Linked DNA regions of Hordeum vulgare: region 1 is linked to region 2. The links are chromatin contacts, called in public Hi-C maps. All regions are on one chromosome and are shown on one strand. Each heading gives the region's core, a stretch centred on a gene start, on an enhancer-like site or on the middle of the called end of the contact. The rest is flanking DNA. Distances are from core to core; before and after follow the strand shown.

What was found. A called contact is a pair of places that touch in the nucleus more often than the background predicts.
Region 1: a Hi-C map of seedling shows a contact between it and region 2, with 8 times the contacts expected there. The contact joins two enhancer-like sites. A contact is called at or near these places in 2 of 6 Hi-C or Micro-C datasets (leaf and seedling).

Annotation. Positions count from the first base shown.
Region 1 is chr3H:491,170,433-491,177,987 of MorexV3_pseudomolecules_assembly, reverse strand. No RefSeq gene overlaps it. Among protein-coding and RNA genes, the nearest start is that of LOC123440262, 31 kb to the left of the region's middle. Within about 2 kb of position 4,722, at least 3 of the 3 cell types and tissues checked have open chromatin away from gene starts, as enhancers often do. A contact at or near this core is called in leaf and seedling, where this site is marked.
Region 2 is chr3H:490,932,595-490,940,064 of MorexV3_pseudomolecules_assembly, reverse strand. LOC123441914 (transcription factor PCF7-like) reads right to left here. Exons shown (of 2, transcript XM_045118086.1): 2 at 1,034-2,623. The coding sequence ends at 1,379. Among protein-coding and RNA genes, the nearest start is that of LOC123441914, 6.9 kb to the right of the region's middle. Within about 2 kb of position 3,529, at least 3 of the 3 cell types and tissues checked have open chromatin away from gene starts, as enhancers often do. A contact at or near this core is called in leaf and seedling, where this site is marked.

The DNA of each region.
Region 1 (7,555 bases), core at 3,473-5,972, 240 kb before region 2:
CACCATTTTTCTTTGATTTTCCTTCAACACATGTCTATATTTTTTATGCATTCATACTTTTGACATATACTCTAGAAACATTTATTTACATAGTTAAATTTTGCAAATACATGATTGATATTTAAAATAATTAATGTTTGATGACTATTTTTTATACACATTGCACAATTTCGGTATATATCCGGAGTAATATTTTCTTACATGATTAACATTCTTAAAATATATAGGTAAACTTTTCTATACACGATCAACAGTTTTTGGATTTTATTTTTTAATGTTCAAACTTTTTTAATACATGTTCTACATTTTCTGTATACATCACCGACATTTTTTTGCAAACATTTAATATTTTTGAAATAGATGATTAACAGTGTATTAGAACATTTCCTCTTTATGAAATTTTTTTTGTATAAATATTACATTTTCGGTATACACCAAGAACATTTTGTTTATGCATATTTGACATATTTTGAATATTTTACTAACATTTGTTTGATACACGATTAATATTATGTTTCTATGATCATTTTTATTACGTGTTGTACATTTTTGGTATACATCAAGAACATTGTTTGTACATGTTTAACATTTTTTAAACAGATGATCAACATTTTTAGAAAACATTTATTTCTATATGTCTAACCTTTTTCATCCGCGTCATATATTTCCTTTGTACATCAACGAAAACCTAGATGTTTAAATTTTTGTAAATAAATGATTAAAATTTTCAAAAAAATTTATTTCTACTTTTTTTCATCCTCATTGTACATTTTTGATACATTTTTCATATACATCGTAAACATTTTTTATACACATTTAACATTTTTAAATACATAATTACATTTTTCAAAAAAAATATGTAAATTATATTTTGTAATATATACGTTTGGAATATTTGAATGTATAAAAAAAAATTTATAGATAAATAAAAACAGGTGAAAATAGGAAAATAAATGAAGTGAATTCTTGCGTACCTTGGGCCAGCCCGAGGCTACCATCGAACTCACATCTATCCACCTATAGGCGTGTCCCACGAACTAAGAGCATTTCTAACAGATCCCGTATAAATGGTTAAACCCGTAAAAGATTTGCGTTTTACAGTTTTGATGGCAAAAATTATGCAGGAACCAAAAAGTGGTCCAATCCGTAATTTTTTTAAGGGGCACAAAAAAACCACATCCGAAAACCTTATTTTTGAAGGTTGGAAGGTCGATTCTAGGGGCCCGTATACCGGTCAAACCTCATCCGAGCAAGCACGCCACCGCGGAGTTTGCCAGAATCCGCCCTAAACTCGCCGGAATTCATCACCACACGCTGGAAAAGGCCATTGGGCGCCGCAGTCGATCGTCAGCGGTTTGAATTGGACGAGCTCGACCTCGCAATGGCCTCCCATGACCTCGGCCTGGCTGTCGAAATTCTCCTAGCGCGGCAGGCAAAGGGGCAAGGCTCGGCCGGCGTGGCTGGCAACATAGCAACGCGTTGACGACGGAGGCGACGGTGCAAGGCCGGCAGGCGACAAGGCGTGGTCGGTGAGGCTGGGCGCCGCCGACGTGGTGCTGGGGTGCGGTCGGCGGGGACGGGGCGCGTCCGACGGGCGACGGGGCATGGACGACGGGTGATGGGACGTGGCCGATGGGCAACGGGGCGCGACCGGCGGGGTTGGACGCGTCCGACATGGCCGACACGGCCGGCTGAAGGAATGGGCGGCGGGCGGCGGACCGGAGGAAGGAGCTGTATATCACAGTTGTACAGTTTTTTACAATTTCTGTTCGAACGTAGCTAAAATAAATCTTTAAAATGCCTTTTTTTCGATTCATATCTTAATTTTACAATTTGCGTTTTTACAGGGCCTGCTAAAGATGCTCTAAGGGTTCATACACCCTCAAAAAACTAAAGGTTCATACAACTAGCAAGAAAACAAAGAGTGCCCGCTCAGATCGTATGAGTTACTAAGCTCTTTTGGTACGCTCCCACTGAGCCCAGCACCTTTGCAAACAGCCGAATTAGATTGCCCAGCTCACCGACAGATGTTGGCAGTTCAGCATTGAAGTTGTTCTCTGATATATCAAGTTCCTTGAAACTTTTGAGACCACCAATTGACCAAGGGATGGTGCCTGTGAACTTGCATTTGGGGAGTTGAAGAACTTTTAGCAGCTTCAGGTTACCAATCTCTTCTGGAATGCTTCCATTAAGACCATTCTGTCTCTAAATTAGCAATTCCTGATTTTCCAGTTGACGAATCTCCCTAGGTATTGGCCCCACCAAACTGTTTGATGAGAGATCAAGTGTCAACTGGTTCACCAACGCTGTTATTTCCGGGAATATTGATCCAGTGAGGCTATTCTGGCTTGTATCAAGGTGCTAGAGCCGAGACTGGTTAGACCGAATGGTTCCCGTTTTGGCGAACGATGTAATGTTTTTAGTTACAGTTTTATTAAAACACATCTAGATATTTCATAATTATTGCACATCTAAATTCTATATCATTCATTTTACGCGGAGGTTAATGTGAGTATTTCTTTCTTTTATGCTTGATTAAGTCATTTTGATATGTAATAATTAAAACATATCTAAATGTATCCTAAATAGACCATTAACTGGCCATGATGGCCATTTATCTAAAAAAAAGTTCATACGACTAGTAGCAAGAATATAAAAAAGTCCGCTAAGACAACACACACATACCTTTGTTTTTAGAAAAAGAGTGGGATGCAGAACCATACTTAATTTTGCTCTTAGGGCATCGAAAGATGCAAAGCCATACTTAAATTTGCTCTTAGGGTATCTTAGTTTCCTTAGGTGTCCGTCCGTGGGCACGGACAAGGGAGCCCGCCACCCAATCATAGCCGCATACATTTCGAATCGATCGAACAGAATTCGTGCAAACAAGACTGAATTCATGTAAATACAATCGTATTTCATACAAACATTACAAATATCATATAAAAATAACGGATTTCATTACATTTACATCAACTAAAAGGTGTTCATCCGACTCTAGAGGTATAACTAATACACCTAATCTGTGATAGCCAGCACCCATTTCCCGTGTCCCGCCATGAGCCCTGAAAACTGAAGCTTTGTCTACTCCAGCTCCACCTCCGTGACCTCCTTCTTCGGAGCCTCGGGAAATGAAGCTGTCTGCGCCAAGCGGCTAATCGACCGACAATGTTGAGTCCGCCAAGCTTTCTTTCAACTGAGGGGAGGAGCGACTGCCTTCTTGGGACCCGAGCGGCGGCGACCTACCGTGCACTACTCACGCGTGGAGGTGCCAGCTTCATGGTCATCGCGGTAGGGCTCGGCCTCGGCGATGTCCTACTCCTCGTCGTTGGTCTCGCCAAACGTTGCCTCGCCCGCGTCGTCACACTCCTTGTAGACGTCCGCCACCTCCGCCACCCGCTGACGATACCGCCAACGGGCGAGGCAGGCAGAGTGGTATGACTCGAGCAGTCCCTCCTGCTCCTGCAGGTCCGCGTCCGGCGCGACTGCCCTGCCGACGGCGAGCTGCTCTTCCGCCTGCACGTGCCCCTCAAGGAGGTGGTGGTTGTAGGCGGTGTGGACCCGTGCCTCCCGGAAGTGCTCCTCATGCTCCTCTCATACCATGTCCATGTAATGGGCACGAGCCTTGCCCATGGCCCTGGTGCAATGCACCGGTGAGGGTGACGCAGAGGAGGAGGAGAGTGGCGCTAGTTCGTCATTGAAAGCGTCCTTAATTTGGACGTCGTCATCCTTTGGCTGTCTGCTGGCCATCTCCTTCTTCTGGTCCGATGCCAGCCTGTCCCAAAGAGTTTTGGTGGGAGAGGAATCCATGATGGGAGTGGTGCGGAGAGGTATCGGAGGCGGATGACTGCATCTATGACTGGGGCAATGCTTTATATAACAATGGTGGGCAACAGAGGGACAAACGGGTGGTGCTAGCGGAGACGCTTTGGCAACCGCATGCCACCAATGTGGATTGACGTATGGGTGGCCGGCCGTCGTGTCGTTCGAACGCGCATCAGTCGCGTGCACTCGAGAGGGACATGAACAGCGCTCTCTTGACCGGCGCGTCACTTCAATACCGGCGTGAGTGTGCAGTTGTGTCCGTTCTAACCGGGCATGAATGCGGACGCTGACAGAAAGCTTGCGGATGGAGAAGAAATTTTGGGTGGGTCAGGGCGCTAGAAGCGGGCTTGAGAGCGGTCTGAACTCATACAGACCTCTTTGCATTTGTCTTCGGTTTACGAAAGAAAATATATTTAGACCACACAAAAACTGACACATGGCCGCATGGCTTTCAATGCGGTATGAATGTATGCGGCAGGTTTAGGGGTCAGCGTTGGTGACATTCCTATGCTTTAGTCCAACTAAATCTATGTCTAATGATCGCTCCATCCGAACATGGGCAGATCGATCTCGATATATGCTCGCGCCCACCTCGAGTTTCACCACATCAAAACAACATGATTCGTCTTTTCGAGAGACAATCTGTCACTGCAGGCAGCTAGCACGATCGCGGACAGGCCATCTTTTGGCGGCTTTGCCATGAGAGCATCAGATCCACCATGCATTGTTGACGTGGCGACGTTGACACCGGGCCGGCTTTGTAGGAAGGAGCAGAATATGCCCCCGTTCGTCGAATCCTCGAAAGCGCCGTGCTCGATCGATGATGTGACGTCGATCGAATGCAATGCAGATTCCCCCGAGCTGGGCCTGCGCTAGCTATCTAGTCTGGGGTCGGCCGGGCGGGCAAACGAAACTCGGGCGAGCAGGTGCGGTGGTTCATGGTTCGGTTGAAAGCGCCACCGTATCTTGTATTCGTGAAAAAGCAACGCGTCAGCGTCGTCGGGCACTGGCGCCTCTGTGGACAGGCAAAGAGACCGACGAAGATGCGCGCCCGCGCGGCCGAGAGATGCCATTGCCATCGAAGCTAGAGCACTGCGCTGGAGATGCTGTAACGCGATCCGCAAACTGGACACCGCTTTGTGGGTCGGAAGGATCAGTCCGCAAACACTGATACAGCCGGTTATCCCACTATTTCCACATACATGCTTCATTTTTAACAATAATGCTAGACCTACAAAGATTTACAAAGGTTTACTTAACCTTTCAAACTAATTCTTCTCTCCCCCTTGATTTTTTCAGTGGGGGTAGGGCCCTCATCTCCCAATTACCAATCACAATCCTATACATCAGTTTGTACGTAAAATCTTTAAGTAAGCCTTTGTGGATGTAGCATTACTCCGTTTTTAAATATAAATCTTTTTAAAGATTTTACTACAGACTACATACGAAACAAAATGAGTGAATATATACTTTAAAATATATTTATACACATATGTATGTAATCTCCAGTGAAATCAACGGATGAAGTAACTAAACATTTGACAAAATGAACCTATTAGAAAACAAATATTTGAGTAAAAGAACCTGCTAAAAGCAACAAGCATTTAGTTATGTGAAGGCTACTACGCGCATCACCAAATGAAGCTAATACGAAACTGCGCTTTCCGTCAACTTGTCAAATGACTGCAAAATTTGTTTAATAAAATATACTCCCTTCGTCCTAAAATTTTTGTCATAGGTTTTTTAGAAATGGATGTATCAAAATACTAAGACATGACTATGAATATCTAAACAAATCTAAAACAAAATTTTTGGGATGGAGGGAGTATTCCTTAGCACCTTCCGCCAAGTGCAAATAAACTAAGCAAAGTTAACCATTGCAATTGCACAATTCCGCTAAATGCTAGCGACATGGGCAGACAGAGAGTAGATAGTGTACATGATGACTTTTGATTGGTGGGATGAATGTTCGGACTCCTGCAAAGCCCTTGAAGTTTGGTTTCGGTTTATGGGATTATTGATGTTTGGACTGGTCCACGGACCGATATAAGACGACGTTGAATAGCATATTAGATTTGGACAGCTCGACCAAAGATGTCATACGATTTTTTCTATAGGCAATTTCACTTGTTTGTTTGTATGGGGGTGTCCGAGTTAGTTCATGTACAACTAGTTATTGTGGAGCTCTCATTAAGATTTTTCTGTTTTTGTATTTGCACAAACATTATGTATACATCAAGTGGCTCTTAGGTGAAATGGGGTGTAATACGGCTTCAGGCCCATCGAGTTTTTTGGTGATCTTTTATAGGCGTTTTGGCATTTGGTGGCCTCGCAGATGCTTCACATAATTGATGGTTTTTGTTTAGGTCTCATTGACATAAAAATATTGAACTATGGGGTGTTGACGTACTCTCAAAGATTGTGGGGCGGAAAATACCCGCCAATTTAGACCTATCACATTGATTAATGTGAGCATTTGATTGTATGCGAAAGGGGCCACAACTCGTTTGACGTCGGTGGCCCACAAAATCATACACCCTAGTTAGATGAACTTTATTGAAGGGCGTAGTATCCTCGATGACATTATGGTGCTACATGAGGTGATTCACGAGTTTAAGAATTCCAAGGAGAAAGTGCTTATCCTAAGATTGATTTCGGGAAAGCGTATGACCGGGTGAGAGGGGATTTCCTGAAAGAGATGCTTCAGAAAAAGGATTTTGATCGCAGATGGGTAAGCTGGATGATGCAACTAGTCTGTCGGGGCATACAAGAATCAATATTAACGGAGTGGTTGGTCCGTTTTTTTCAAATGCTAGAGGTGTCTAACAGGGTGATCCGATATCTCCCCTCCTATTTAACATTCTGTCAAACGCCCTTACCTCGATGATTGATCGGGCCAAGGGGGCTGGAGTGGCTTCAAGGATCATTCCCTATGGGTTAGCACAACTACAACATGTGGATGGCACGTTAATCTTCATCCAATATTCCGAGGTGCATATTATCAAACTAGCTCAAGTTCCTCCTAATGTGCTTCGAGGCGATGCTAGCAAAGTTGTCAGAATGACTCAAGTATTAGAATCTTACGACTTTACGATCCAAACCAGCCCCTCTGATTCTACGATTTTTCTCATAGAATCTAAGTTTCTACGATCCTAGTAGTTATGATCCTACGATTCACGATCCTACCAACGGAGCTCAGATCCGATTTAGAATCGCGATTCTGACAACCTTGGATGCCAGGTCTCAAAATAAGTTTCGATAAAAGTGAGGCAATTGTGGTGGGTTGCGACTGTTGGGGAACGTTGCATGGGAAACAAAAAATTTCCTACGCACACATAAGATCTATCCATGATGTTGACGGTGGAGCTACTCCAGTAGGGCTTCGTCGTGCACTACCGGAATAACCTACGGGGTGTCACGAAGTAGTGGAGGGAGAGGGGCTACGACGTGGCTTGAGGTGCGGCTAGCCTCTCTACCCTCCACTATATATAGGAGGGAGGGAGGGGTGGCGCCCTAGGGAAACCCCCTAGGGTTCGGCCGACGCACCAAGGAGGAGGGAGGAGCCCTTCAATTCGGTTTGGTGAAGGAGGAGTCCTCCTCCTAGTAGGTTTGCCCCACCTCTCTCTCTTTTGACACTTCAGCCAAATAGGCCCACTTGGGCTGGCGGCCCAGCCCACCAGGGGCTGGTGCACCACCCTTGGGCCTATTTGGCCCCCCTTCGTGTGGGTGG
Region 2 (7,470 bases), core at 2,280-4,779:
GAAATCAAGTGCAATATTTTCCCCAGAAATCAGAAGAGTGCAATATGCAATTAATCAAGTGCCTAGCCCAAGATTGAAACAATTAGAAAGAAACACCGATGAGCCACTGCCAAACTAGGCGGATGTTGGTCCTGTTTGGATCCATGGGTTAGAGTTAGAGTTGGTTAGATTGGATCAAACTAATCCCAAAACATCCAAATAGGAGAGTTAGAGTTGGTTAGATCCATCTAACCCACCCAAAAGAACTAACCTATCCAAGAGGTGTTTATTTGGGGTAGAGTTAGATGGGGCCCGGAAAAAGTTATTTTTCCTTAGTCCACCACATCAAATCCTGGTTATAAGAGTCAAATGATTGAAAAAAATGCATTTATTGACAATCTAACCCTGCCACCCAAACACCTTTTTGATTAAAGTTAATTCAGGATTAGTTTACATTTAGAAGGTTAGTTTAGAGTTAGAATTTAACTCTAACCTCGTTAGAGTATCCAAACTGTTTTGTTAGTTGTTGCTGTCTCAGCCTCTTTCATGCAACTGTCAGAAGTACGGTACGTCGACATGCAGCATGCAATTTCAGAAGATTCAGAGTCCGGTGAGTAAAAAGATACCCCCAAACAGTGGAAGGAAAAGAAGAGAAAGCGAAGAGGTAAAGATGCCACTCACTTCCAATAATAGAGGCATAGAGAGCAGATCTCCGCCCTTCCTCCTGCCTGCTGCCCTATCATTATCAGCATGGACATAGCAGAAGCAACAAACAGCATTTCCACTACACTTGCCCCTCCTAACAGCTACAGTAGTGGATCAAATACTTTCTCAGTTCAGCTATATTTTAAGCTATTTATATTTTACTAGTAGTAACTTCCTTTTGCTGGCCTCTGCATTGCCTAGATATTACTGGGGGCTGCAGAAATTTAGGGGCCTTTATGGAATCATCAGGATGTATGTAAGCTAGGGACGAACGACAACCTTTAAATTTGCTAGAAGTCTTTGAATATTCCTTAGAGCTAGTACTAGTCAGAAAAGAAACAATAAAATATCCAAAGGAGGCAAACCATCGAGATCATCAGATTGTTTCATCTCATCATCACCGTGTCTTGTCCATGCCGAGAATAAATTAAAGGGGAGGAAATAGCAACAGCAGCAACTAATGCAACAGTGAAGCTGTCCAGGTCCAAGGGAACGTACTCTTAAGTCTTAACTACTACTAGTACGTAGTACTGTAAGCCAGAGTTGAACATGCATGAATGAATAATATAAAAGTAGTAACAGCTAATGACAAATCCGATGACATAAACCCCTACATAAAATGACATACAACTGAGCACCGGATCAAATGAAGCGTGTTAACAGAAATCTCACACCTCATGCGCCGGCCGGTTCATCAGTCTCTTCGCATCACGTCGCTTCCTTCCTCCTCCTCGCCCTGGAGCTGGAGCCGCTGTGCAGCCGGCGCGAGGAACCCCATAAACCCGCCGCCGCCGCCGCCGCCAACCAGATGGCTGAATCCGATCTGCCCAGACATTGCCGACGGCTGGTGGATTCCGGCTAGAGGGTCTAGCCAAGCGCGGGCAGACGCGGCCCAGCCGGCACTGGACTGAAGGGTTTCCCCGTTGGACGAGAAGAGGTGGCCTTGCTCCAGCCCTTGCCGCGCGGGGATGCCTGCAAACATGTAGCTGTCGCCGTTGCCGCCGGCGCCACGGCCCTCTCCCACGTTGTTGTCTGAGGCATGCCATGTCGACGATGGCATTCTCTGGCCGTGGTCTGGCCAACCTGGAACGCCTGCACCCGAGATGATACCGTGATGGTTGGGAGATACATGGGTAAAGATGTTATGCTGGTTGGACTGGAGTGTAAGGCACAGCTCCTGCGGCTGGCTGCTGGTTGTGCGAGACAGGAGGTCCGGCGGGGAGCCCCGGTACTCGTCGTGGCCACTGGCGGTGGCCGTGGACGAGGAAGGAAACAAGGACTTGACGTTGTCGGAGACTTGGTCTGCGCCAAGTGGATGTTGAAGGAAGGAGTTGGTCATGGCAGTACCTCCGGGGTTGCCGAACCCGTAGGACGACGTTGAGGTCACGTGCTCAGACATCTGCTCGGCGGCCACTGGCTCCGGCTCCGCGGTGGGCGGCGCCTCCTCGGGCCGGTCGGGGAGCTCCTCGATGGCGGCCTTGGCGTTGCGGATGAGCCAGTCGACGGCCTTGCTGGGGCGGTCGTAGCCGAGGCGGTCCTGCACGTCGTAGAAGCGGATGGCGGTGTGCGCGGCGAGGCGGACGCGGCGGTCGCGCAGCCCACGCGCGGTGCACACCTTGCTGTGCCTGTCCTTGCGGCCGGCCGCGGACCGCACGATGCGCCCGCTGCCGAATGCCGTCGCCAGGGCGTCCGCCACCGGCGTGGACTCGCCGCTGCTGCCGCCATCGGCGCCTTCCCCAGCTGCCTGCTGCTGCCTCCGGTGCTGGTGGAGGTAGCCTCCGAAGCCTTGCTGGTGGTAGATCTGGAGCTGCGCCTGCGCCTGCGCTCTCTCCTTCTCCTGGAGCAGGTAGTGCAGGGTGCTGGTGGTGGCGGCGGCGGTAGGGTTGCTCCAAGGGTCTAAGCCCTTGGACAACCGGTTCTTGTCCTCCTCCAGCTTGAGCTACCTCAATCTTACACTCCCCCGCCCACACCCCACCAACAACAAACCAACCGGCCGGGAACTGGAAGAAAGGGGCAGCCGGCCAGGCCTGATAGTTAATCGCAGGACGAAATACTAGCTAGTACTATTCCTGCATGGGATTGGCATATCTCTTGTGCTGCGCCTAGCTCTCAGCTTGACACCGGCCGAGGGAGGGAAAACCCAAAGATTTTAATGGCCACGGCGGAACCACACAAGCAAGCTTAGTAGCTGCTCGCTCGCTAGCTAGTCGGCCGGCCTGCTGCCTCCCTTTTGCGAAAGTGACAAGCAAAAGAGGGCAGTGAGTGCAGCGTAGATCTTATCTTGGCAATCTAGCTCTTTGTGTGCTAGCTAAGCTCACACTCGGATCGATCCGATGGGAGAGAGAGAGGGGCGAAAGAAGATCTAGAGAGGGAGTGAGTGACGCTCCATCCAAAAGGGGGATCATTATTATGCTTCTACTACTAGTAGTAGTATTTCTTACCCACATACTCCTCTCTATATGTAAACCCTGAGAGAGAAGGACATGTGGTGCTGCTTGAGTTTAGGAGAGCATCTCTCCTCCATGCATGCTCCCAGTTTTATTATGACAGCGGGTAAAGTGTTGAGAGGGAGAGAGAGAGAGAGTCTATGGAAGTATAGATTGGTAGGATGATGCAGGGCGAGAGCGAGAGGGCAGAGGCGCAGGGCATGCAGGCCAAGTCAGGGCGGAGGACAGAAACTCTGGCGGGGATCACGTCCCTCTCCCTGCTTCAGTTTTGCCGATTTTAATTCAATTCAATTGCACGGGACATTAAATCGCGCCCTCGCTCTTTGCTTTGGCGACTAAAGACTGCATGCTCCAGTCCAGTGGGTATGGCCCACGCACATACAGCATCATATACGCTGCCGGCTGATTGTGTACTGTTGTGTCATGTCTATTCTATTGCAAAGTTGCGCACGACTGTGACTGTGTCATGCTCATGCATGCACCCAGATCTTCTTGTTTCTTCGTTAAGCACCACGGCCGTATATATGCGTACTGTAGCATGCATGTACTGTACGCGGGTAATAGTACGGTAACTACTTACATCTGATCCCGGCCAGAGAAACGAACGTTTTCCTGGTGAAAAACACGAGCACAAATTTTGACCTGTCCAATCGATTAATAACCGGCATGTGTGTGCCGTGCTCTAGGTGTGTAGATAAGAGGCTTGTACCAAGCCTAGGTGTGTAGAGGCGTGGTGTGATGTGGTGAGGCGGCCGACCGCGCCATCACAGAGGTACAGTTCCTCCACCATTAACTACGCACTGCGCGCGCGACGAGTAGGTTGCAACACGCGCGCCGGGATGCAGCTAGCTACTCTACACGCTAGATCCATCAACTCTTGCTCGCATGTATTCAATGCAGACGCGCCAATTATTTGGGCCGGCTAGACAATTGGCTTCACTGGTCCGTCCTCTCGTGCTGTGTCACGTCCTGCCTCCTCTACTCGGCTTAGGTTTGCTAAACTAGGCTAATCTCTCCTTGCCCGAAAGAAATATGTCCCATGAAGTTTCTGAATACAGGTCTTCCCCCTTCTTCATCTTGTCTGTCAGCGATGGGCGCCAGGGCAAAGCCTTCCGCTAAGGACTGGCACGTTGCCGGACATCAATGCGAGTAGCTAACAAAGCTAGGTCCACGAACCACACAGCCCCGTCGATTTTTGTTTGCATGCTGAATAGTACTAGTATAAATGACAAATAGTACTAGTACTTCATACTTATTACTCCCTTCGTTTCTAAATGTTAGAGATTTCAATATAAATTACGAAGCAAAATAAATAAATAAATATTTTAAAATATATCTATATACATTAATACGTAGTCCGTAGTCCGTAGTGAAATCTTCAAAGCGATTTATACTTAGAAACGGAAGGTATAGATGGGACTATGGACTCCACACGGCTCCATTACTGGTTTCAATCAATAGTTAATTACTCCCTTCGTTCTAAAATTCTTGTCTTAGATTTATCTAGAGATAAATGTATGTAAATACTAAAATATGACTACATAAATTCATATTTAGATAAATTTAAGACAAGAATTTTAGGACAGAGGGAATACATTGCAGTTAGATTGTTGATGCAGTTGTGGCCATGCTAAAGTAAAACAATTTTAAACTAAAAAATGTCACCTACATAAAATAAATCAAGTTGAGGAGCATAGCTCCCAACATCATTCACAATGAAATTGATAATTGTTTTGAATTATAGATGGACACTACGCTCACATACACAATATTTTTTGGTTAATCTCTAAGACCATTATGACATGGAGGAAAGTTTACTACCATACCACTAGAGTTGAGACATGTTTACAAATGATTCTCTTCTACATGCTATTGAAACTTGAGAAGAGGAGTGATGCATGTGTGTTTCTCCTCCGCCTTGTGCCCCACACGCGCATCGTGTTTCGTGATCGAGCCGAGTTTAGACCTATGTCATGGATGTGCTACAGGGGCGGATCCAGTGTAGGGTCATGTAGGGTCGGTCGCCCCGGGTAAATTTTCTAAACATATGGTACCCCTCTTGCTTTTTGCAACGTCAATGGGAGGGAGAGTAGCTCTCGTATAGATCGGCATGTATGTTGGATTGGAGATGTATTTACGAGCAGGAAGACGAGAAGATAACGATTAGCTTGTAAGTTGAAAAGATGGGCCATTGACTAAGGCCCACTTGCAGGTGACTTCGTGAGCCCCTAAGTTTCTGTAAAGTTCTTGTATTACCAATTCTGTCGATAGGAAACCATATTAGGCAATATGTATTCCTAGATCACGCCGCCTTCAGGTGCTGCCTCGCGTCCAAGATGCGGCGCCCTAGGCTGTCGGTCGGTAGCCTTGCCGCGAGCCTGCCCGGCTCCTTCCCCAACTGACAGTGCTCGAAGGGGAAGGAGAAGAACCCACGTGTTCCTATGGTCATCCATGGGAGAGGCAGGATCGGCAGCCTCCCTGTTTATATCTCTAACCGATCAGCCAACAGAGAGAGCAACAACAAGTTTATTCATTCTCGTTCTTGGCATCACCAACCTTCTTCTCTCATACTTCTATATATTTTTAAATTCTTTTTTACTTTAGCCAAATTTTTGAACGTTAATTACCAAATTTGATGTCATGCGAACCTAAGAAGATGAAGATGAAGCAGACCTTATATGATTTTTTGTCACGTTATATATTTTTTCCCTTAAGAATGAAACTACTTTGAATTGTTCATTGCGGTGGTCATCTTGCTTGGATTCATATGACTCGGTCAAATAATTTTGACTGTCTTCTTTTATTGCATCATGGCTTCAAAAAACCCGCCCCTGGTAACTTCAAATTATGGATCCGCCACTGATGTGCTATATTTCTGTCACTCAGGAACGGTTAGTTAACCTGTGATTTATTATGGGTCATTAATGGAAGTGTCATGGATTATTTGCCGACTAGGTCGTGGGCCTAAGCAGGCCCGCGACTCCCTACTCAACGGCCTATATATCTTGTCCACAAGTTTAGGAGCTTGAATTTCAAGCCTCATAATTTAAGGAAACATGCTTTACATTTGAGGGTTGGCCATCATGTTTGGTTAGACCAATCCGATGATCCTATGTTTGTCCTTGCAAACATTGTGACGACCTAATAAAAGCTTCACGAGATTGTCTAAAAAGGCATTGGTAACTCCGGTCAACACTCTGATTCCCTCCTCACGCAGAACCGTAGTCGTCCTCTACTGTTCCACTCAATGTAGCTACTTTCGGTGATCCCATCCCATCAATCGCATGCCCGATCATTTGGTAGAGCGGGCCTTCAGAACCCTGCCCTTTGTGATCATGCATCGGGAGAAGGGCGATAATGTTTTTGAGGAGCGCCTCGGCACAAGTGCTCCCTTTTCGTGGTGGTCTTCACCCTCTACTTCAACTACTTCCCCGACACTAAAGGTTCACTCGAATATCCATTTGTGTTGGTATAAAGGTCAATATGGATATCCACGGTTCCGCTATTGATCACTAATTGGAAATAGTTCCAGTCATGTTTATCTTTCACCAAACCTACAGGTTCTACGCTTAAGGGTTATTTATATGCTAAGTATTAGGGTAGGAACCTAAGAAATAGTCACCATAAAAGTTTCAAAGAAACTAAATATGTTTCTGATAGAAAACTGAAAGTGGTTCGGAGAAACCAAAAATTGTTTCGGTGTAAATCATCAAGCCAAAAAGTTTTGGAACATGTCCAACATTTTTTGGAGAGTGTCAGAAATGCTATAGGACCTTGCAAAAAATCCGGAGGGAATGCACGCAAAAAAATACATTGTCCCCACCCGGGGGTCAAGATCCCTAATTTATGGGGGCTAATTTTTTTGGGCCCCGCACTTTTTTGTGGGGCAACCCAGAAACGGTGAAAAACTTGTCGAGGGCATCCCTAACATTTCGTGTAGAAATGTTGGGACCCCCCTTGGGGCATCCCTCTCCATGTGGTGCCATAGACAAAGAGAGGCTTGGGGGCAAGCTCCCCCTTTTGTGGGGTAATGTTGGTGAGGGGTCGGTGGTTATTTGGCATCCATCTCCTTGACTCCTTCATCCCTTCTTCCATTATAAATACGGGAAGAGGTGCTCTTCAAACACAACTCAATTTCAGCCTTTGAGCTCTCACCATTGTCATGCAATGATCTGCCTTTCTCTCTCATGCCCCTCGCTAAATAGTTTCATTCTGCCGCAAGGCTGACTAGTATCCGGTAGAGACTAGCTCTAGACAATGAAGTGCCGCTGGATAGGTGACACCATATGTGTGCAACCCGGAAGAGGGGTCGTTCATTTGATCTTCTATTTCAGGGATT